Linked DNA regions of Zea mays: region 1 is linked to region 2. The links are chromatin contacts, called in public Hi-C maps. All regions are on one chromosome and are shown on one strand. The core of a region is the stretch at or near the end of the contact, and the rest is flanking DNA. Distances in the headings are between cores, read along the strand shown. Region 1 holds the start of LOC100284464 (nucleotide-binding protein-like). Region 2 holds the start of LOC103643714 (F-box/LRR-repeat protein 17).

Region 1 (4,737 bases), core at 1,073-3,572, 230 kb before region 2:
GGCGCACCGGACACTGTCCGGTGTACACCGGACAGTCCGGTGAATTATAGCCGAGTCGCCCCTGGAAATTCCCGAAGGTGGCGAGTTTGAGTCTGAGTCCCCCTGGTGCACCGGACATGTCCGGTGGCGCACCGGACAGTCCGGTGCGCCAGACCAGGGGTGCCTTCGGTTGCCCCTTTGCTCCTTTGTTGAATCCAAAACTTGGTCTTTTTATTGGCTGAGTGTGAACCTTTTACACCTGTATAATCTACACACTTGGGCAAACTAGTTAGTCCAAAGATTTTGTGTTGGGCAATTCAACCACCAAAATTATTTAGGAACTAGGTGTAAGCCTAATTCCCTTTCACAAACCCCATCGGGAAGGTTCCTATTCGAGAGCCATAGGGGGCAGGGACGACGTAGCTAGAGCGCACATTGAGGCCGGCGACCCTCGACATCGATGATTGTGATGCGGACAGGGCCCCCTAGCCAAGGGGAATGTTATAAGGGGAAGGAGGTCGCCCTGGATGAGGCCAACACAAGAGACACTCGAAAGAGGGCGCCCTAATCCAGGGACTCCTCTCCCTGCAAGCGCCCACGTTGGGACTCGGAGGCCCCATTCGCAAGCACCTGCGCTAGGTCGACATCTAGTGACGGCAAGCATCATTCCCTTTCTTTTGTTGTTTGTTGTTTTTTGTGTATCCTTATGATATTGCTTTTAGACCCGCAACAACATTGAACCTGATGTGGGATGCCTAGGCCCGGAGGTGGCCCCCTAGTTCCATGGGAGGCTAGGGCATTTTCTGCTCATGGTGGTGAGAGGGCACCGCCTTTGATACATGGCAATGCACCACAATCTCCATTGTAAGTGTAAAGACTCTTCATGCTAAATGATTCAAACAATCAAATTTGGTTTAGCATTAAGATGAATTTATTTTTCATCACTCGCGACTGATTTTCAAGATTCTTTAGGGTTTCATCTAATCGCGAGTGACTCACGAAACACCTAAATTAACAACTTCCAGATAGCAAGCCATCTTAGCACTACATTAGAAGTTAGTACCGTCAAAGTAAGAAAGTTATCCATTTGTCACTCTCTAAATAGCGTTGATTTCATAGTGGTTAAGCCAAAAAAGTTTAATTAAGCTACTGGGTACCAATTGAAAGTAACTATGAACTAGACAATCTAATTTATCTCTAAACTATGGTCTCTATTTTTCTTTTTAATTATATATATGTAATAAACAAACTATCTTAAATAAAATATGGGTTATGTCTATATTAAATCTAACCTGATGCTTGCTTGATTCATATACAAAATGGTTTAAATGATAACAACTTGTCATACAATCAATGTGAAGTCAGTTCAGTACATGAATCATAGTGCTTTATCCACGTGCGTCTTCTCTTTTTCATCATGGAGTACAAATGAGCCTTTATTAGCCGAAATTTCTGATGGTGGTATGGTTAATAAAGATCAATTTTCTATAGCTCGCAAATTTTCAGCATCTGAGATCTTGAAGGTTCTAATATTTAGATATGGTAAATAAATTAGGTCTGTAATTGCTAAAAATTCTCTTAAGCTACACAATTTTCAGCAGATGGGGCATGTTCCTCTCTATAAATATTGAAACTAAAATGTTTGCATGTCTGTGAAGTAGATCTATCAAACACATGTTAATCTATGTGAGGATTATCTCATGAAAACATCTGCAACAAAAGTGCAGAGAAAGGCGCTGCAGCAGGACAACCTAAAACTGAGTTTCACTTACTGAAAAAAGAAGAAAACAAATTGAATACAGCTTCACATCATAGAGGATATAATGGTCATACACGAAACAGTGAAAAATCCGCGGCTAACTGAGATAACACTCCAGTCTCCAGCAACAAAAGGGTCTCCAGCGCATCTATTTAAAGCTCCTATTTTCAGTCTCCAACACTCCTATTTGAGGATGCACGCAAACACAAAATAATTATCATCGTACATGTGATTTTTTTTGAAAATAAACAGAATTTTATTTTTTACCTCTCTTAATATAGAATAAAATAGAATTTAAAATTTAATATATTGATAGAGTAATAATTATTTTATATTTTTTTAAAACAATTATTTTATATTTTGTCAGTTTAATTGTACAATGATTGTCTAGAAAACTTGATTACACAACCGTTTTTACCTATATATATAAGTGTATGTCCCGATAAGTTTTTCAATATTTTTACATACTTAGTAAATATTTATAATAAAAATTATAATATTGTGATAAGAAATGGGGTAGATTGAGGTTCCGATGTGATGTAAATTGAAATGTACAGCCCACAGGGAGGAGGCCTGCAACTGCAACGGTCCAGCCGCACCCGCGCTCGGCATACGGCGCCTCTCGGCCTACGTTCTCCGTGGGCCGTGGCGGCGTGCCGCCCATCCGCCCTCTGCCCTCGCCCCACCCGGCCACCCGTCGACGACGGTCCTCCGCCCTCGCCCCACCCGTCGACGACCTCGTCTCCTCCGTGCGCGGGCCTCGGCTAGCTCCTGCTTGGCGCTGGGTAGCGGGCTCGTCGGTGCTGGGTAGCGGGCTCGTCGGTGCTGTGCAGATCCACCCGCGCCCCGCCTTGTTCTGTGCTGCCGCTTGGCGCTGCGTCACTGACCAAGTGCGTGCCTGCCAGCCGACCGACGGCCAGCACCACATTTCGCAGAGCCGTTGGTGCTCTCTCTTGGCTGTCAGCACCAGAAGCACAGCGCAGAGTCGCCCCAGCCCCCTGCGCCTGCTGCATAGTGAGTCTGTGTGATTGTTTGATTTCTAATTTTGTTGCACCTTATGCCAATACCGGTTTGGGGCTTATTGCTTTTTTAGGTCTCTATTCCTTGCCGCTCGCCAAAATACCCCGGCATTCGTTGCACTTGTCTAATTGCCCCACTTAAGCCACCCTTTCTAGCTATAATACTCCACTACACTAATTACTGGTTACAACGGACATTTATACCCTTCCACCGTTTGTTCATGTTATCTGCCGTTACATGTGCCTGATGGCTGTTGCAGGGCCTGCTGCTGCATGCGTCCTCTCGCCAGGATGGTGGTGATTGGCGGGCGATTAAAAAAGATTCTTCTTATTAAGTGTTGCACATATTCGTTGCATGTGATCAATTTTGACACAAAATTTACTATGTTGCTCAATTGCATCAGTTAGTTCTACCTATATATGCATGTGATCAATTTTTATTGTGTTACATTTACTATGAGTTACTCTCATGTTGTAACCTGGAAGCATATGTGCTTGTGGCCTAAACATCTATGGACTATAGGCTTAGCATTATGAAGTTAAAGAGCATAACCAGCGCCCCTCTTGTTGCGTTTCAGGTCTGCCACTGCCCCTCAGTTGTTGTGGTGGCCAAGGGACGAATCACTCTCTCATTCTCAATGTGGCACAGTTTCTTTTCGATGCACCGGATAGCCTCTCGCTCGGTGAGACATCAGCTATACGATTGTTTACTGCTTCCAAGGAATTTCCTCACTTTTCCGCTAATTTTCCGGTGCAAAATTGCAGCTTTTCCCATGTCCAACCCTCCTGACTGTTCTGATAATCTAAAACCATTGCATTTTCCCTCCTGTTTTCTAGCTTATCGCTCCTTTGTGCCTAGGGTTTGCTTGGTAGGAGATGTTACAGCTATGCCATGAAAGGGGGCACTTCGATCGCCGGAGTAGGCGACATCATTGCTGTCGCATCAGGGAAAGGAGGCGTAGGCAAATCCACCACTGCAGGTCTACATTTCTCTTAACACTAGAATAGCTCACATTTGTACAATTCTTTTTCAGATTTAATATTGGTGCAGATGGCTCTAAGGATGATGTGTTGTGATTGTAGAGCTTGAATCTTTTAGATCTGTTTGGAGGTACACTGTAACCAAGAGTTCCGCTGTGCTAAAGATACTTTCTAGTTCCTATTAGCTATCTTGAAGCAGAAATGGTTTTTAACTTGAGTTGAGGGTATATATGCCAATGATTTAGGTGCATAATTTATGTTTTAACTTTTAAATAATGATGGCAATATAAAGCTAGCGCTTGTCTTCTAGTCATATTTCTCAAGTTTCTGCTCCATTTTTGTTTCTTTCTGTTCACTAGAGTTAAAATTGCTTCTTCACATTGGCAATTGTATTCGTGCAGTTAACATTGCTGTAGCACTTGCCAAGGAGTTTAAGCTTCAGGTTGGTTTGCTAGATGCTGACATATATGGGCCATCCATTCCTACAATGATGAACCTCCATGCTAAGCCTGAAGTAAATGAAGGTATCTGTTGGAACTCTTTCAGCACATGCCATGGTGTACACCATATGGCTTCTTATATATGTTTAAACTCATGAGGCTATACACCTAGGACTGGTTTTCTTATATTTTTTTAGCTTTTTCTACCATTTTTAGTGATAATTTGATTTGTGTAAACTGAACTATATCGGAATAAATGAAGAAATACTTACTGGACACAACCTTGCTAAACTAAAAGTACAAGTCAAAACACTATGCTGAAAGAACCAAATATAAGCTTGTTCTTAGAACTTGGTTGCCCATTTTTCTGTGATATCTTTTTTCTTGCTACATGATTAAACAAAACTATTCATGATCCTTTCATGGTTGCACCAACATTTTTTTACTAAATGGTCCTTAACACGCTTAGGGCTTGTCCGGTTTGGTGGTGATTGGCGGGGGATTAAAGAGGATTGAGGGGGATTATATCCCTTACAAATCAAAAGCCCTCACATCCCCT
Region 2 (5,292 bases), core at 1,629-4,128:
AAGGTTTAAGAATCAGGCCATATTTCTATTCATTTTTAACTAAAAATTATTGAGGGTCCTACCATTTTATGAAGAGACATTTGGATCGTGGTCCATTACCACCTCTACTGATATGCGAGGGTATTACATACATACACATACATGAAATCACAAATTTACTCTATAATTCTTACATTAGATGAAATATGAAAATGCTTATATTCTTAACACTTCTTTCCCATCTTCACACGTAAAGAACACCTCTTAACATTTTTATCATTGTGATCTTTCTCGTCAACCGAAGAAACCTCATGATAGAACCAATATTTGAACCAATCATTATGCAACTTGTTATTTGAGCTAGAAGAAATTTCATTTGCATTTGCGGCAAGGATGGAAGTTGTAACATCCAAAGCAACCGGTAAGTTTAACCCTATTGACCATTTGATTTTGAACTAGCAATGCATTCATTCAGCGAGCAAAAAAGCAACTACATTTATAGAGTCAATTCTTGAGACTTGATGGCCCAAATAAAGAGAGCAATCTTCAAAATTCAATTGAGAGTTAAATGATGAAACTCTATGTTATAAGCTTAACGATTATCTTCAACTAGATCTCGCACAGAAAAAAACGAAGTTTGATAGTAAAGTAATCTTTTAAAACAACACATTTATCGGGTTCAAACTTCAGAACTGATCCATTCTAGAGCAGACTGATTTATTCCCTGATCAAAATCATCTTTAGGTCTAGTTTGAAAACTATATTTTATTAAGAGATTTTCATTTTTAAAGAGAAAATAGTTTATTTTTTCCTTAAAAAAATAGAAATCTCTTAAGAAAATGAATTTCCTATGCTCATAAAGAAACTCCAGAAGTCCTATGCCATCGAAGACCTCTCGAAACGAAGAAATTTTTTTCTCATCAACAAGCTCAGATTCCGACACCTCAGCAGATGAGAGTCACGTGAAGTTTCTCTAGCACCCTCAAACAAATTAAAAACTATAACATAGCTAATAAAAAAACAACTCTAAAAGCTTAGCTTCGCAAAACAGACTTCGTAGAAAAGGCTTCGTTTAATCAAAACGAGAAGCAAAACACTTCAGCTGCGTTAAGCCAATAGCAAACTACGACATACAATTGTACGTTGAATTTGTGATCTAGATTCTGCGTATGGAGGACATTTTGGCGAGCAGAGCTGAGATCCGTCTTCGGAAGACTTGGGCCGGAGCTGTGTGAAATTATTTGCTCAATAGGTATATGTATTTATTTTAAGACGAAACGAGTGGAGTACTGTATGTATATCGTACTACTTTGGAAGCAATCGGTAGGATTGGTCAGCATAGGGGTACAGGCGGCCACAGAGGCGCAGAGCCAGAGGCAGCCCGCCCGGCCGCAGCGCAGAGCGATCCAACGACTCGAGTTCTACGCAAGGAACAAGGTGGGCGCGCGGCCGCGCGCGCGCCGATTTTTATCTTTTCTGAACTAGGACAGCAGACAGCATACGGATACGGGTCTTCCTTGTACGTGTACGGGTAGAAGGACAACAGTTGCTGCAAAGCGTGACGAGCGTCGTGGCGGCCGGGCCCAGCACAGCAACCGCGCCCATGGGCCATGTCCATGATATGATAGGTTAGTATACCTAGTCCTCTCTTGTTTTTTTTTTCTCTCTCTCGCAGCGAAGGGGGATATGATTGAGCTTAACCGCTCTCAACACCGAGTTCTTGATTAGGTTGAAAAGATGCACTAGTGAGACTGACCGTGTTAAATAAATCCATGTCCTGCCGTATTGACGTATGACACTGGAACACTTTTCTTCCGTATTCCATTGGGCTTTGGCCCATGAAGATACCCCCTCCCACGCACACTTTGAGCCTGTTAAAGCCAACATGACTGCTGTCTCCTCTCCATTCAACCGACGTACTACGGAATTTCGGTTGGCGTTCATAGCATCATACGTACGGAAAATACGGGTAAATGAATTGGTGATACGTACGGTTGCCGGCCGCTGATGGGTAGTGCTTATTTGTTTATATAAAAAAATGGTATCGTTCTATTTTTGATCATATTTTTAATCTCTATCTAGGACACTTGCAACGCTTTTATGCCTTGTTCGTCGGTCCAAGAGAATTAAATCTCTTCCTACCTATTTAACTTTGAATAGGATTTTTTGTCCCCTTTTAATCTTCTTCAATTCACTGTTTTAGAGCGGATTGGAGTAAATTAGGGCTGATTTGGTGCTAAGGGATTCCAAGGGGATTCTTTCCCCATAGATCCCCTTGGGATCCCTGATTTGGTGACCGGGGATTCCGAGAGGAAGAAATCCTCTTGCTATTCAAAATTGAATTGCAAGGGGATTCCTCCCATGGATTCCCTAGGGATCCCTAATCACCAAATCAGCCCTAAGAGGCTAAAATCCGCTGCAATTCCCTTCCCAAACTAGGTCCCTCATAGAGAGAAGCGCACTAGCATTTCCTGTATTTTAGCTTGCCGTACATACTCGAGCTGTTTGAGTAAAAGATGGACGTAGAAGGATGCTTCTTCACGGCGCTGAGACAAGGCGTGACTCTAGCTCATCTTTTTTTTTTTCTTCCTTCTCTGCTTAACGAGCCGATCGGATCTTTTGTAACGAGGCAAAAGCAAAGCTGATCCTGGCCAGCTCAGTGTCTGGTTACTAAAAGGAAGTCATGAATGGGATAAATCAAAATGACCGCGTCTTGGAATGGACAATTGGACATTGCGGTCACAGAAGCACATTGCCGGCAGACATTGCGTCATTTCACACATGAGTTTGGTGCAAAAGCACGGCAAGAACGAAGCCGGATTCGGAAGGAATTCGCATGTATTCCGGGCGGATCACGTCCCGACCCAACTCACGTCTCGTCGCCCTCCTTCCATTTTTTTTTTCCTTTTCACTCGTGGCGGTTGTACCCCCGTGCATGTTTGTGTGACTGTGGTGTGATCTGTGGCTGACTGGCTGTGGTGTCAAGTGTGATACAGAGAGAGAGAGAGAGGCAGGCAGCTGCGTCTGCGTCGTGGCCGGCGCGGCGCTGCGCTGCGCGGAAACCAAATCCTCAGCTCCGGTGTTCTCTCCAATCTCCATCCATCCATCCTCCTCGCGGCTCGCGCCCCGAAAAATGGCGCCAACCCCTCCCCAGTCTCCCGCGCGGCGCTGCCCCAGCTATTTCCCCCTCCCCTGAATTGACCCCAGCCGCGCCTCCCAAACCCTAACCTAACCCCCGCCCCCTGGGCCCCGGCCATGGCGTCACTGCCCAAGCCGCCGCCGCCGCCACGCCCCAAGACGCGGGGCAACTACAACTGCGGCCGCTGCGGCCAGCCCAAGAAGGGCCACGTCTGCGTCGGCCCCGGCCCCGGCCCCGGCGGCGCTGCGTCGCCCTCCTCCTCGTCCGGGGCCGGAGGGGAGCACGGGCTGCGCCGCGCCCTCTCCTTCGACGAGGCCGGCACGCCGTCCTCGCCGGAGAAGAAGCCCAAGGTGGAGGACGTCGACGAGGCGGAGCTGGACGAGGAGGCCACGGTGGACGTGGGCGCCCGCGCGGTGTCCAGGGAGGTCATGGCGGAGGTTCTGCACCGCCTCGGTCCCCGCGGGGTCATGGCCGCCGCCGGGGTCAGCCGAGGCTGGCGGGACTGCGCGGGCCGGGTCTGGCGCGCGGCCGAGGAGCTCCGCCTTCGCGTCCTCGCCTCCTCTGGCGCCGGCCTCCTCGCCGCGCTGCTCCCCCGCTGCCCCGCGCTCTCCCGCCTCCACCTCCGGATGGAAAGGTGAGGTACTCCGGCCCGGATCTCATCCGGAACAGTATGGTTCTTCACGCGATCCGGGTGCCGATCTCAGCTCCGCGCTGCTCATTTGATGCGATGCCCAGGGGATTGGTCCGCGCGTAATTCCTGCTTATGGTTATTCAATTTTGTTTAAGGAAAGGGATACTATAAGTCACTAGAATATTATATGGGCAAAAATGTCATATTTCTGGGTGACTGCTAAAGTAGCATAAGGTGGATGACCGATATGAAAATTGGTACTGCTGCTACCTTGGTCTCCAATGGGCAGACATGACATGTACTGAATATTTATGTCCTGTATATACTAGTATCTAATAAGGGTGTAGGGATTTTGGTTAATGGTCAGGGCTCAATAAGCACGCACTACAAATTAATAATGCCTACTTATATATAAGACCATGGAACCATTGGGGGAACCGCTTGCTTGTCATATTTTGGATTTTTGGACTTGCTTCCCTTTTGTGTTTCTGTGAAGAGATAGACGTTGGTGCCCCCAGATCATATTTGAGCACTGACAGTTGTGGTAATGCAAGATTCAAGCAGGGATGCTTGTTGACAAATGGGTGGGGAGTTGTCTGTCTTGTCATGCTGGTGCATGATTCATATGCAGACCTTTCATTAATGCTTTTGGTTGGCTATTACGTCAGTATGAGCATATGCGCTCATGAATATTAATGTGAGATTAATGTCCCTTCAGAACATAATGAACATGGAGCCTTACCGGCTTATCCTTTCCTTATCCTGTGACCTTAGTATACAACTCTAAACTAGTCTAGTATATAATGTTGAAAGGACCAAAATTTGCTTCCAGAAGTATCTAATCAAGTTGTATGATTGTATGTGAATGGACACCAAGTTTAGGTCGATTGTTGCTGTTTGGTGGCAATAAATATGGTACAAAGGTGCCTGCTAGATGAATGTATAAACGGTGCATGTATCTGTTTGCATTTTTTTAGAAATGGCTTAGTTTCAGGTTTTATTTGTCTTGCTAACTTCTTTCTAAAACTCTTTCTTTTAACTTGTTTCTAAAGCATTATGCCTTCCCTAACTGTAAATTGGGAATACCTGATTGATTATAGATGTGTACAAGGTACAAATATTTATAGCCGTGATTAAGGACGCCTTGTGGAAACAGAACCGTCCTCTAGTACTCCTAACCTAATTCAACTCAATCCGTACCCAAAACCATATGTCTAACACCAATCAATGCTGCAGTTTTGAGAACCGCAATCAGTACTCACAATCAAGTTGGTCAGCTCTCATCAATGGCCACTGATTACTATCCATGATTTAGGTCATGTGACATTATTTAATTGCAGATTGCAGCGCAGAGTTACATGTGGAAAATATTAAGGAGAGACTTTCTGGTGATAAAACTGCTCATGTTCATATGACAATCCTTGCCAATTCCATCATAGTTGCATTTTTTCTCATTTATTTAGTCTTTTCACTTTTTACCTGAACCTTTTTTCCCCGCTGAATGTGTTGCATGCTTACCAGCAAATAGGTCTGTTTTTTTGTG

What was found. A called contact is a pair of places that touch in the nucleus more often than the background predicts.
Region 1: a Hi-C map of bundle sheath shows a contact between it and region 2, with 1.9 times the contacts expected there. The contact joins the promoter of LOC100284464 here to the promoter of LOC103643714 in region 2. A contact is called at or near these places in 5 of 25 Hi-C or Micro-C datasets (bundle sheath, ear, leaf and 1 more).

Annotation. Positions count from the first base shown.
Region 1 is chr1:260,069,310-260,074,046 of Zm-B73-REFERENCE-NAM-5.0, reverse strand. LOC100284464 (nucleotide-binding protein-like) reads left to right here and starts at 2,322. Exons shown (of 9, transcript NM_001157359.2): 1 at 2,322-2,752; 2 at 3,336-3,440; 3 at 3,617-3,737; 4 at 4,140-4,262. The coding sequence starts at 3,396.
Region 2 is chr1:259,839,471-259,844,762 of Zm-B73-REFERENCE-NAM-5.0, reverse strand. LOC103643714 (F-box/LRR-repeat protein 17) reads left to right here and starts at 2,878. Exons shown (of 11, transcript XM_008666886.4): 1 at 2,878-3,752. The coding sequence starts at 3,235.